Linked DNA regions of Capra hircus: region 1 is linked to region 2. Evidence: chromatin contacts called from public Hi-C data. All regions are on one chromosome and are shown on one strand. Each heading gives the region's core, a stretch centred on a gene start, on an enhancer-like site or on the middle of the called end of the contact. The rest is flanking DNA. Distances are from core to core; before and after follow the strand shown. Region 1 has its middle 72 kb from the start of SMYD2. Region 2 overlaps SMYD2 (N-lysine methyltransferase SMYD2).

What was found. A called contact is a pair of places that touch in the nucleus more often than the background predicts.
Region 1: a contact with region 2 is called in a Hi-C map of liver, with 4 times the contacts expected there. The contact joins two enhancer-like sites. A contact is called at or near these places in 3 of 5 Hi-C or Micro-C datasets (blood and liver).

The regions. Positions count from the first base shown.
Region 1 is chr16:67,997,104-68,003,426 of ARS1.2, forward strand. No RefSeq gene overlaps it. Among named protein-coding and RNA genes, the nearest start is that of SMYD2, 72 kb to the left of the region's middle. Within about 2 kb of position 2,033, at least 1 of the 5 cell types and tissues checked has an H3K27ac peak or open chromatin away from gene starts, as enhancers often do.
Region 2 is chr16:67,879,012-67,885,451 of ARS1.2, forward strand. SMYD2 (N-lysine methyltransferase SMYD2) reads right to left here. Exons shown (of 12, transcript XM_018060735.1): 8 at 3,058-3,168; 9 at 2,249-2,369; 10 at 1,027-1,201. Among named protein-coding and RNA genes, the nearest start is that of SMYD2, 46 kb to the right of the region's middle. Within about 2 kb of position 4,225, at least 1 of the 5 cell types and tissues checked has an H3K27ac peak or open chromatin away from gene starts, as enhancers often do.

The DNA.
Region 1 (6,323 bases), core at 783-3,282, 120 kb after region 2:
CAAGGCTCTGTGTTTCAAATTTGTTAGTTCACTTAAGCCTCATAGCCATCCTGTGAGCTTCCTTAAAAGTCAAATCTAATAACTACACTTTTCTCAAACTTTTAGTATAGTGTCAGATATCATCAGTGAGACCTCAGGGCAGCTTAGGGTCAAAATCCCTTTACTAACTCACCTTCAGCTTTCTGGAAGGTTAATGCAGTTCCCTCTTGCAGCCTAACAACAGAGTGCTTCTCTGATAGTCTGAGCTCTGGATTCTCTGGTTTCCATGTACCATCTGTTTTCAAAGCTTAAAAAAAAAAAAGCATTGTAAAAGAAGTAAATATGTTTTAAAAAACTTTCAAAAATGGTACAGAAATATATTTAAATAAAATAACAATATGCCTGGTTCCTGCTCTCTTCCCTGTGTCTTTCTCTGAGAACTCTATTTGCCTTAGGTAGCGGACCAGTCATCACTAGTTTGGAGGTTGTCTGTGTGCTAAGTAGCTTCAGTCGTGTCTGACTTTTGTGATCCCTTTGGACTATAGCCTGTCAGGCTCCTCTGTCCATGGGATTCTCCAGGCAAGAATACTGGAGTGGGTTGCTATTTCCTCTTCCAGGGACTCTTCCCAACCCAAGGATTGAACCACACCTCTTACCTGCATTGGCAGGTGAGTTCTTTTCTACTAGCGCCACCTGGGAAGCCCAGTTCCCAGATATTTTCCTTATTCTAGTGCTATATTAATATTCACACTGCTTTGTAACTTCAGCCTTTATTTCATTTAATGACATGTTGTTCCAATATAATTGGTTTCTATAATTTTCACACAACAGTACGATAAAGATTTTATTCAATTTTCCATAGACTATAAACTAGGAGACACTGGAAGATATCCAGGGACATAAAACAAGCTGCAATAATTTCATGGTCTAAAGATATTGATGATTTCACTCATTTTTAAAAAATGACTGCTAAGTAGTGACTTCATTTCTTGAGTGTGTCTAGGTACCAATTACTGAGCATTATTTTATTTTATTCTCATAAAAACCACATGAGGTAGGTATTTCTATCCCCTCTATATTCTATATGCAGAAATTGAAGTTTTTAAAAAGATTATCATAGTTCATGTAATTGTTAACTAGTCCCTATTAAGGGTCTTCCCTGGGGGCCCAGCAGTAAAGAATCTGCCTGCAATACAGGAGACAGGGTTTGTTCTCTGAGTTGAGAAGATCCTCTGGAGAAGGAAATGGCAACCCACTCCAGTATTCTTGCCTGGGAAATCCCATGGATAGAAGAGCCTGGCGGGCTACAGTCTACAGAGTCACAAAAGAGTTGGACATGACTGAGCGACTAAACAACAGCAACAAGTCCCTATTAAGGCACATTTAATTGAACGTATATTAAATATAATTACTTACTATAGTGTATATATAGTAAGTAATTATATTTTATACATATATATATAGTCTGCAATGAGCATCTACAGGTTAGGGTCCTAGACCCACTTATTCTGTACCTATTTTTAAGAGCTTGCTATGTGCCAGGAAATGTTCTAAGTATTAGGAACACTGTGCTGAAGACAGAGGAGGGCTCTGTTTTAATGGTGCTTATCTGGCAGTGGATAGAAAGATAATAAATAGGCAGATATGTTGGTATGTCAAGATGTGGGCTGAGAATGACAAAGCAGGGCGAGGGAGTGGAGAGCAATAGGGTTTCTGTTTCAGAAAGGGAGGTCAGGGAAGACTTCTCTGAATGAAAGACCTGAACATTGGGCTGAACATCGGAGTTCCCATCACACAGCGAGGGAGAGAACATTCTAGAACAGCAAGTGCAAAAGCCCGAGACAGAAATGTTTCTGGCATGGTCAAAGAGAAAGGAGTATCAAGGATGACGCCGGGTTTGAGACTTTGCTAAAATGCTAAATGGTGGGGCCATTTACTGAGAGGGGGTGGGAGGGGAGAGGCAGCAAGCTCCCGTCTGAGGAGGCGGGGCAGTGAGGAAGGGTCCCTGTGGGGGCTGAGCTTTGCCATGTTTGTCACACAGCTGGGGGCAGGTTCAGATAGGAGCCGCGGGCAGAGGGGCGCTCAGGGCTGGCTACCTGGTTTGGGCACCAGTGGCCAACAGGACACGTTTGAAGACACGGGAGTGGGTGAGTGCACCCAGGGAGTGAGGGAAGCAGAGAAAACTGGGATGTCTGAGTCAAGGCCACGCGGGCATGTTTTTAAATGTTGCCAAATTGCTCCTTTAAAACTTTGGCCAGTTTCCACTTGTTAGTATCCTGGGAGAGAGCTACACTCAAAAGTAAGCTATTTAAATGTGCTTTTGGACTTCTCTGATGGTTCAGTGGTTGGGAATCTGCCAGTGAATGCAGGGGATATGGGTTTGATACCCAGACCAGGAAGACCCCCATGCAACCCCATGGGCAACTAGGCTCACGCACCACAACAACTACTGAACCCACATGCATAGAGCTCTGTGCTCTGCAACCAGAGAGGCCACCGCGATGAGAAGCCCACACAGCCCAGCCAGAGGGTAAGCCGCTCTCAGCACAACAAGAGAAAGCCTGCACACAGGAGTGAAGACCCAGCATGGCCAGAAACAACAAAATAAACTGAATATAGAGAAATAAAGCCTAACGCATTAAAAATGCATTTAATTATAAATAAAATTGAGCCAATTTAACTTATATGCAGAGTACATCATGCAAAATGCTGGGCTGGATGAAGCACAAGCTGGAATCAGAATTGCCAGGAGAAATATCAATAACCTCAGATATGCAGATGACACCATCCTTATGGCAGAAGGCAAAGAGGAACCAAAGAGCCTCTTGATGAAAATGAAAGTGGAGAGTGAAAAAGTTGGCTTAAAACTCAACATTCAGAAAACGAAGATCATGGCATCTGGTCCCATCACTTCATGGCAAATAGATGGGGAAACAATGGAAATAGTGACAGACTTTATTTTTTGGGGCTCCAAAATCACTGCAGATTGTGACTGCAGCCGTGAAATTAAAAGATGCTGGCTCCTTGGAAGAAAAGCTATGACCAACCTAGACAGCATATTAAAAAGCAGAGACATTACTTTGCCAACAAAGGTCCATCTAGTCAAGGCTATGGTTTTTCCAGAAAGCTGAGTGCCAAAGAATTGATGCTCTTGAAGTGTGGTGTTGAAGAAGACTCTTGAGAGTCCCTTGGACAGCAAGGAGATCCAACCAGCCCATCTTAAAGGAAACCAGTCCTGAATATTCATTGGAAGGACTAATGCTGAAGCTGAAACTCCAGTACTTTGGCCACCTGATGCAGAGAACTGACTCATTTGAAAAGACCCTGATGCTGGGAAAGATTGAGGGCAGGAGAAGGGGACGACAGAGGATGAGATGGTTGGATGGCATCACCAACGTGATGGACATGAGTTTGAGCAAGCTACGGGAGTTGGTGATGGATAGGGAAGCCTGGTGTGCTGCAGTCTATGGGGTCACAGAGTTAGACATGACTGAGCGACTGAACTGAACTGATGTTTTATTGGCTATTTTCTCTTTGAAAACCAAAAAAATCCAATGAACTGCATGCCTTTGCCCATATTGCTGATTTAAGAAGGGTTATTGATACACGTTTGATTAATTTACAAGTTCTTAGCCTAAATGTATTTAAGAATATTTGTCCTTTGTCATGTGTTTTGCAGTCTTTTTATTTTGAATTTTAAAACACTTTCTACAGTTGAGAAGATAAAAATTTTATATAATCAAGTTTAGTAATATACTTTCCTTTATAGATTCTGAATTCTCTCTATTACTATTTCAAGAGGTAAACACCTCTTATTAGGTGTTTGCCTATCATTTAGGTAACAGTTATTACTTAGGATGATAATCAAATTCTCTTAGGTTTTTTGCTGTTCTCTCCAGGATGGTTTCAGTTTCTCCTATGTTTGCGGCAGAGCCACTTAGGAAATGAAACCACAGAACTAACTTTCCTAGATCATTTTCCAACAGTGAGCAGCAGGGAAATCAGGAGGAGATAAATAGTGGCGGGCAGACTTTGGGTTGAACCCAGAGCCTGGCATACAGCAGGTGCTTGACATACATTGTTGGAGAAATACACAGATGGCCTTTCTCTTAACTCAACAGGGGTAGAACTCTTCAGACATTGCCAAGGACTTTCCAGACATTATCACTTGCACAGCCCCAAGAGTTCCTGCAGCAGAAAGAGAAGTTGGGAATGAGTCCGGGGGTGGTCAGCACCCGCCAGAGCTGGATGACAGCTTTATAGAGGAAACCGCTGGGACGGTCCATCCTCACGATCCTGGGACTGGGTGGCTGGAGAATTTCAATCAATTACAGTTTTTACTTGGGAGCTAGCTCACTTTGAGGGAGAATTTGTTACTTGAAACAAACTACACTGTAGGCAAAATACGTTTTGTGATGCAAACTGGGAGCCACCTGGGTGTCCCCGCTGTGGCTTCCCGTCCTTTTCTTGTCCGTTTCTGCCATCTACCGGCCACAATGCAAATTACTCCGGGTTTCTTGAGATTCTACCTAAGAGGAAGGGCGTTTTATTCCTGTACCTTCTCAATCTGAAATGCAATTTCCCAGATAGGTTGTGCTGTAATTCACCAAGATCCAAAATGTATTTCTCCGCAAGTCATAGTTCCGAGGGGACTGAATTATCTGTTTATTCATTCGCTTTATTAGTTTAGTTTTGTCAGAGAGGCAGTGTTTGAATTCTGACCACCTGTGTTTAAATCCGGCCACTTCCCTAGTGGCTCAGACAGTAAAGAATCTGCCTGCAATGTGGGAGACCTAGGTTCGATCCCTGGGTTGGGAAGATCCCCTGGTAAAGTGAATGGCTACCCACTCCAGTATTCTGGCCTGGAGAATCCCATGGATAGAGAAGCCTGGCAGGCTACAGCCCATGGGGTCGAAAAGAGCTGGACAGAATGGAGAGACTTTCACTTCACTCCTACATTGGCAGGTGAGTTCTTTACCACTGAGCCACCAGGGAAGCCCCTTCCTTAGTTTAGGCACGCATTAGTTTGGAACATAGCGAATTCCATAAATTAGTTATTACTTATAACCTATGCCCAATATTTGCAGAGAAATTTTGTTTCCAAACTGTTTCCATTTTATCTCTTGAGACTCAGCTCAAGAGCTGCAGCTTCCATTTTGGAGCTTTCCTTCACACTTCCTTCTGGAATAATCCATTATCCCTCTGAGTTCCTATAGCACAGTGTCTAGACCTTTCTTGGACTGATGATTTTCACTTTGGAATCTAAACCTGCCTGGCCATGTACACTGCTAGATCTCCATGGGAAAGAGCCAGTCTGATTCATCACTGTGTCTCTCACAATATGATGCTAGTTAGCAACTGCTCAATAAATATTTGTTGAGAAGATGAATGAATAATCTCTATTATATAATTCCACTCAGGAATCCTGAGTCAAGCACTACAGATATGAAATGTACCCATTCTATAGATGAGGAATTAAGGGACTTGCCCCACAAGAAATGGGATGGTACAGCTGGGACCAGGTTTTGATGGGACCAGGTAGAGCTGGGAATTTTGCCAGGTGGAGAATGTACACAAAGGGAAACAAGGGCAATCATGTAAAGGAGTAAGGTTCACTCTCAGCCCACATGCCCTGGAGCTAAGTGCTGAAGGCTGACCTTAATAGAACTGGAAAGAAAGGTTCATGACTGAAGCTGCTCTTCTGGTTTCCCCACGCCTCATCCAAGCCCTATTGGACTGCAGTCTCACAACCTAAGGCCAAGTTCCTAACGTCTGCTGCCCCATTCTGGACTGTCGGTCTCACTTGTCATCACATGACTAGTGTTTCAGGTCTAGATGTCAAAATATTTATTCCCCCAATTCACATGTAATTTTCAAGAAGCCAAAGGGTCCCATCAGAAGACCCTTAAAAAATTTTTTTTAAATCATACTTTTTCTTTTCCATTATGGTTTATTACAGTATATTGAATATAGTTCCCTGGGCTATACAGTAAAAGTGAAAGTGTTAGTTGCTTAGTAGTGTCTGACTTTTTATAACCCCATGGACTGTAGCCTGCCAGGCTCCTCTGTCTATGGAATTTTCCTGGCAAGAATACTGGAGTGGGTAGCTATTCCCATCTCCAGGAGATCTTCCCAACCTAGGGATCAAACCAGGATCTCCTGCTTTTTAGGCAGATTCTTTCCCATCTAAGCCGCCAGTGAAGCCCCTGCTGCTACACAGTAGAACTTGTTCCGTATCCATCCCATATAAAATAGTTTGCATATGCTAATTCCAAACTCCCAATCCACCCACACCTACCCCACCTTGGCAACCACAAATCTGTTTTCTATGTCTGTTTCAGAGA
Region 2 (6,440 bases), core at 2,975-5,474:
ACTAAGCAAAAGCACCGGGGTGCCTGACACACAGAGACTTCAGGTGCGATGCCAAGAGACTCGAAGCCGCTTGGTCTTGAAGAGACTCTGTGACGTTTAACAGAAATATGTTAAACAAGCACCCCAGTGATCTGATCTAGGTCAGCCTGGCCCTGAAGCAGCTAGTCAGAGCCGCCTCCTGTCACCCACTTTAAGGTTTGCTAACCTTCCTAGCCCTCTCGACAGGAAACCTTCCCATGATTTACATTCATTATTATTACAGGTTAAAATCCAACTTACTTTAATCAAATCTATGGGAGAATATTAAATAACTGCAACCAGCAGTCCCAGAGTTTCCTTATTTGCAAACTGAGTGAGTGAGTGAAAGTCACTCAGTTGTGTCTGACTCTGCGACCCCACGGACTGTATAGCCCTCCAGGCTCCTCTATCATTGAGATTCTCTAGGCAACAATACTGGAGTGGGTTGCCATGCCCTCCTCCAGGGGATCTTCCCAACCTACAGGTCGAACCCAATTCTCCTGCACTGCAGGTGGATTCTTTACCACCTGAGCCGCCAGAGAAGCTGGTGCAAACTGAGGCTGCACTTTTAAAAAAGCAAAAGAAGGAGCTGGAAAACAAAAGAGTGTTTCTGAGGCCACCGCTAACCAATTACTCAGAGCCATTTAACTTAAAAGGCACAGCAAGGAGGAGAAACCAGCCAGTGGCTTTTCCACACTGGTCTGAATTAACTCCAGTGAACAGAGCATCCTGGACGGGTCCTAGGAGGGATCCTGCCCCAGCCCTCCCCTCACCTGGTAGTCACCTCAACCTGCCTCCCTGGGTGTCTCTTCCGGGTGGTGGAGGGCACAGGCTGGGCCCAGGGGAGGCACCCTGAGCCTGCACCTGCAGATGTCATGGAGAGGAGAGAAAGCTGCTCCCGGCCCGCTCCAACATGGCAGTGTGAAGACATGGGATGGCCAACGGGCGCATTCCAAACCACCCAACTCTACTCCGAGCTACGCTGATGGGAAGAGCCCGTGCAGTCACCTGTAGGGCTGGATGATTTTCTGCCCGTACCGCAGGGCTCCCTCCCAGTCCTGCATGTACAAGCAGACACCCATGGCCTGGTACATCATGTGCAGCATGTACACGTTAGTGTCCTCGAACACGCAGCTCATCTTCTCCTGGCTGAGCTCGCAGATCTCCAGCAGCTCACTAGGGGGTGCTGTGGAGTCAAGGAACCAACCGGCCTGGCAGTTCACGAGGACGCTTCCCAAGGGCGGGGGGCGGGGAGGGGGCGAGGGGGGAGGGGGCGAAGGGGGAGAGAGGGAGGGGGGGAGGGGGGAGAGAGGGAGGGGGGGGAGAGAGGGAGAGGGGAGGGGGGAGGGGGCAGGGGGCGGGGAGCAGCGGAAATGGGGCAAGGAGTTACTGTTTTGCCCACTCCATCCCCAGCTACACCGTCTGAAAAAGTAAATTACAGAAAGGCAAGCAAGTGAAAGGACTCATATTTTTCTGGAAGGAAAAAAAATCTAGGAAAAACGGAAGACCTCAGCTGTTAAACACAACTAAAGAATTTTAGCCACAGGGAACACAGCCTTCCTTCAGCTGTGAACAATGTTGATTAGAATAAAAAAAATCTTCAATCTTCTGGTTAAATCTAAATCCTCACCCAAGCTGGGAACTTTCGCTAAAGCTCTTAAGGAAGCGTTCTCCAACACAGGAAAGCTCTTTCTTACGCTCAGGAAAAAAAAAAAAAAGCCTTTCTTTAATTCCCTTTCACTGGTTTCCTTTCTTCAGTACAAATCTACCCAAGAAAACGCTATAATATGGTGGTTAAAAATATGGATTGTGCTGGCAAACCTGGGGCAAAACCTTGCCCTGCTGAACAGCGTGCCCTGGGCAAATGACCTGCTACCTATAAGCCTGTTTCCACCTGTTACACAGCAAAACCCTCAGTAAGGTGCCTTGCCCAAAGGAAGATACTCGATCAGTAAGGGTCTTCAAGGAACTGTTCTCCACTTTTAGAAAATAAAAGCCGTCCACCAGGATGAGCTCCTGAGCAAACTAGTCCAACACAGAAAAATAAGGGCAACATTGGGAAACACTGACGCAGCTGACTACAGGTCGTGGATGGCCAGGAAGTCTTCACCCTGGCCATCCTTTGATAGGAAACGTCTTGCCTTCGATACTCAGAAACCCACCCTTCTCCTGCTTCCGGTGCCCAGCTCGCCAACGCCCCCTGTAAGACCGGGAAGGTTGCAAAGGATATATTTGTAGTGCTTGGCTCGCCGGAACTCCTCAATGACATTGCGCGCATATCTGACCATGTCGCGGATGGTTTCTGCCTTCGGGGGGTCGTTCAGCTTTCGAATTTCCACCTTGGCCTTATCCTGAGGGAGATGGCCATAGGTTACTTCCCACGGAAACCATACTGATGGGTGAATCTCTCAAATAGAACATTTCCCCACCCAGAGGGACAGGCTTGCCCCTTCTAAGGTTACGAAAGAATGAAAGGGAATCAGGCAGCGGGCAAGTTCGATACTCATTTCCTACTCACAGAAAGACAATACTACTCATTTTTGAGGTGCCCCTTATCGAGGCAGGACACCTGCCTCGATGTTTGCTGTGGGCAAATATGTCTTCACACATCTATGAAGTCAAGGGAATAAAGTAAGGAGGGAGGCACCGACAAGGTAACCTGGGTGACGTCCGAGAAAATTCTGTGGAGTCTGGTGAAGAATGGGAAAGCTGGAGAGTGCTGTCCACCTCCTTGTGGGTGGACCTCGCTGCTCATCTTTCTCCCTCCCCTCTCTTTGGAGCATCCATTTCTTTTAAAGAAATAGCAATTTGGCGAATCCTTCTCTTATTTGTACAATGTGATGGAAATGTTTTCATCAGCTCGGAGAATCAAGTTGGAACAGAGACCTGGTCTGACTGGATCCCCTGGGCTGTGCTAGTAAAGCAGGTTTAAAGGCTCAAAAACACGAGGAGACGCCCAACTCAGGCAGGGGTGCTCGCTTGGCAGAAAGGTCCTGAGAGAGAGCCAAGTCAGCATCTGTGCTGGGAGAAGGTGCTGACCTTGTCTTTGGTGGTGCACTCCCGGCATTCACAGGTGAAGAAATAAGAATCTCTTAACCGGTCATTCCTATCTTCCGTTGGGTACAGGAGGTCAATGTAGCTGGTAAAAACCTAAAGTGAAAAAATGAAAGCATTAGTTGCTCAGTCATGTCTGGACTCTTTGTGACCCCAAGAACTGCCACCTACCAGGCTTCCCTGTCCATGGAATTCTCCAGGCAAGAACACTGGAGTGGGTTGCCATTTCCTTCTCCAGGACCCAGGGATCGAATCCCGGTCTCCTGCACTGCAGGCAGATTCTTTACCGTCTGAGACACCAGAGAAGCCCGATAAAAACCTAAGGGAATCTGAAAAGTTGGTTTGCCACAGGCCAGCTCACGCTGTGTCCTCCTTGTTTGGCTCTGCAGACACTCCTGATGGTGGCTGTGAGGAGGGCCACAGCTCAGCATACAATCTTCACCCTAACACACTGAATTCCTTCAACTGGTGCTGCTAGTGTTGTCCACCTCCTCTTACAGAATCAAAGGGTCCCTAAAGTGGTAAGTTGGAGGATTCAGAGCAGCCCTGCCTCCCTCCTCCGCAGAGAGTGAGCTGGGCTTTGGCCCAGCAGTGGACGCCCTTGTGGAAGGGAAGCAAAGGGCACCATCAGCAAAGAGTCTGCTTGGCCTTGGGATGGGGCCTCTGCTGTCTCCGCTTGGCCTTTGTTAGGCGTCTTTTATCTCACGACCTGGGATGGCTCACATGCACTGCTGGGTGGGTGGTGGGGAAGCATGAACGCGCATATGTGGACACACACACACACACACTTCCCTTTATCCTGCCACCAGCTGGCGATGGAGCAGGAAGTCAGATCAGCAGGCTGGGACAGGTCAGTGCAGGAGGACACAGCTCCTAGGCCACCAGCCCGCTGCTGCCTTACCCAGCCAGGCCGGAAAACCTGGAAAAGTCGTACCTTTGGGCTCATCAAGGCCGCCTGTCCTTGCTTTTTCCTAACAGTCTCTATAGCTGAGACCTGGAGCATATGGAGGAGGCTGGCATTTAACTGCCCATTATCTACTCATGGGGACAGCACTGGCGGCTCGTCCCACACCATCAGGCAAACGTCTGATGGAACAGATGGGTGTCCCACAGCCGTCACTGTGCCAGTCACCTCGGGTGCTGGCAGGCAGGCCGGGGCGGGGACCCACACGAGCTGGGTGCTCACAGGTGCCCCGAGCTCTCCCCAGCCCGGAGGGCAGAAACGGAGACCCCTGGCTCATCGGACACCCCAGCAAATGGCTTCCTCCCCTTTGAAGGGCAGGTCACCCCCAAAGCAGCAACTCCCCCCACAAATGCGGAGGGTGACTTTCTGATGGGTGACAGCTGCTGCTGCTGCTGCTGCTGCTGCTAAGTCACTTCAGTCGTGTCCGACTCTGTGCGACCTCATAGATGGCAGTCCACCAGGCTCCCCCGTCCCCAGGATTCTCCAGGCAAGAACACTGGAGTGGGTTGCCATTTCCTTCTCCAATGCATGAAAGTGAAAAGTGAAAGAGAAGTCACTCAGTATTGTCCGACCCTCAGCAACCCCATGGACTGCAGCCTTCCAGGCTTCTCCATCCATGGGATTTTCCAGGCAAGAGTACTGGAGTGGGGTGCCATGCAAAATCACAGGAAGGAGGCCTGTTCTGCCCGGTGGCCAGAGCCCACCTCAGCGCTTCGAAATGACTGATGGGCACGGGGTGCAACAGACAGAAGGGCCCAGAAGAGGGCGACAGAGGCCGCTCAGCATCACAGCTCATGGTCCAGACACAGCCAGGGCAGGTGACAACGTGCTCCAGGCAGTCCAGGAGCAGGGGCTTGGGGACTTAGGTTCTGGCTGATAGGCGTCGGCTGTTTTAACAAGAGGTGCTGGGGCAGCCTCCACAAGACATTCATAAACTGAGACACCCGGGTCCTCAACAGGGTGCCCCCTGCAGGACGCATTTCCTATAGGACGGCAAGTCTGATCTGTACATGGGACCTGCGGTCCCAGTTCAGCTGTGGCTTATTGAACACCACCCAGAGAAATGGAGGCTTTGATCATTTTGCCACACTAATCATATTGAAAAGATTCTAAATATCCAGACATGTAACTTAAAAAAACAGCGGTAGTGTTAGTCACTCAGTCACGTCCATCTCTTTGTGGCCCAATGGACTGTAGCAGTCAGGCTCCTTGGTCCATGGAATTCTCCAGACAAGAATACTGGAGTGGGTAGCCATTGCCTTCTCCAGGGGATCTTCCCAACCCAAATTATTTTAAGTGAAATGTATTTAAAGTGATTACATTGCCTAAAAATTCAAGTGTCTTGTTATGGACATCAGGATTTAAGAACGTATTGTATACATCTGGTCGGAGAAGGCAATGGCACCCCACTCCAGTACTCTTGCTTGGAAAATCCCATGGACAGAGGAGCCTGGTGGGCTGCAGTCCATGGGGTCGCTAAGAGTCGGACACAACTGAGCGACTTCACTTTCACTTTTCACTTTCGTGCACTGGTGAAGGAAATGGCAACCCACTCCGGTGTTCTTGCCTGGAGAATCCCAGGGATGGGGGAGCCTGGTGGGCTGCCATTTATGGGGTCGCACAGAGTTGGACACGACTGAAGCAACTTAGTAGCAGCAGCATACATCTGGTAAGGGCTGGTCAGCATTTTCAAGGGGAGACACCTGACGCGGTGGTTGTGGAACCACACGGCACAGGACAGAAGGGAATCGCTGAGCAGGCTCGCCCCCTACCCCGAGGCTGGGAAGGGCAGCTCGTGGTGGCCCTGACCGCAGACTGCCTCTCCCCACCCCATCTGAATTCCATCCCCAGGAAGGGAACTGTCTCAAGGGCAGAGGTGCAGGGGATGTGATGTGAACACACCATGTGTCATCTGGGGCTGTAACTCATTAGCTACTGCTGGGTTGCTTTGCTCTTTGGGGGGAAGAAAAACAGGCCGAAATTCATGAATCAAAAGTAAACTCCATTATTTGGAAATGGGAACTCAGAGCCTCTAAGATTTCATCATGGTTATTTTGGCAGTCTCGTTTCTCTATAAATCTCTGTAGATCTTTGTGAGGAACTTTATTCGAATTTAATCTTCCTTGTCCACCCCCCCCCACCCCTTTGGCCACAGCTTCCCAGGTGGCGCTAGTGGTAAAGAACCCACCTGCCAATGCAGGAGATGTAAGAGACATCTAGGTTCAGTCCCTGGGTGGGGAAGATCTCTTGGAGAAGGGCATGGCAACCGACTCCAGTATTCTTGGCAGAGAATGCCATGGACAGAGGAGGCTGGTGGGCTACAGTCCATGGAATCACAAAGAGTCAGACACAACTGAGCGACTAACACTTTCACAGGTAGACACGGTGAGCACCCAGCGGGAGC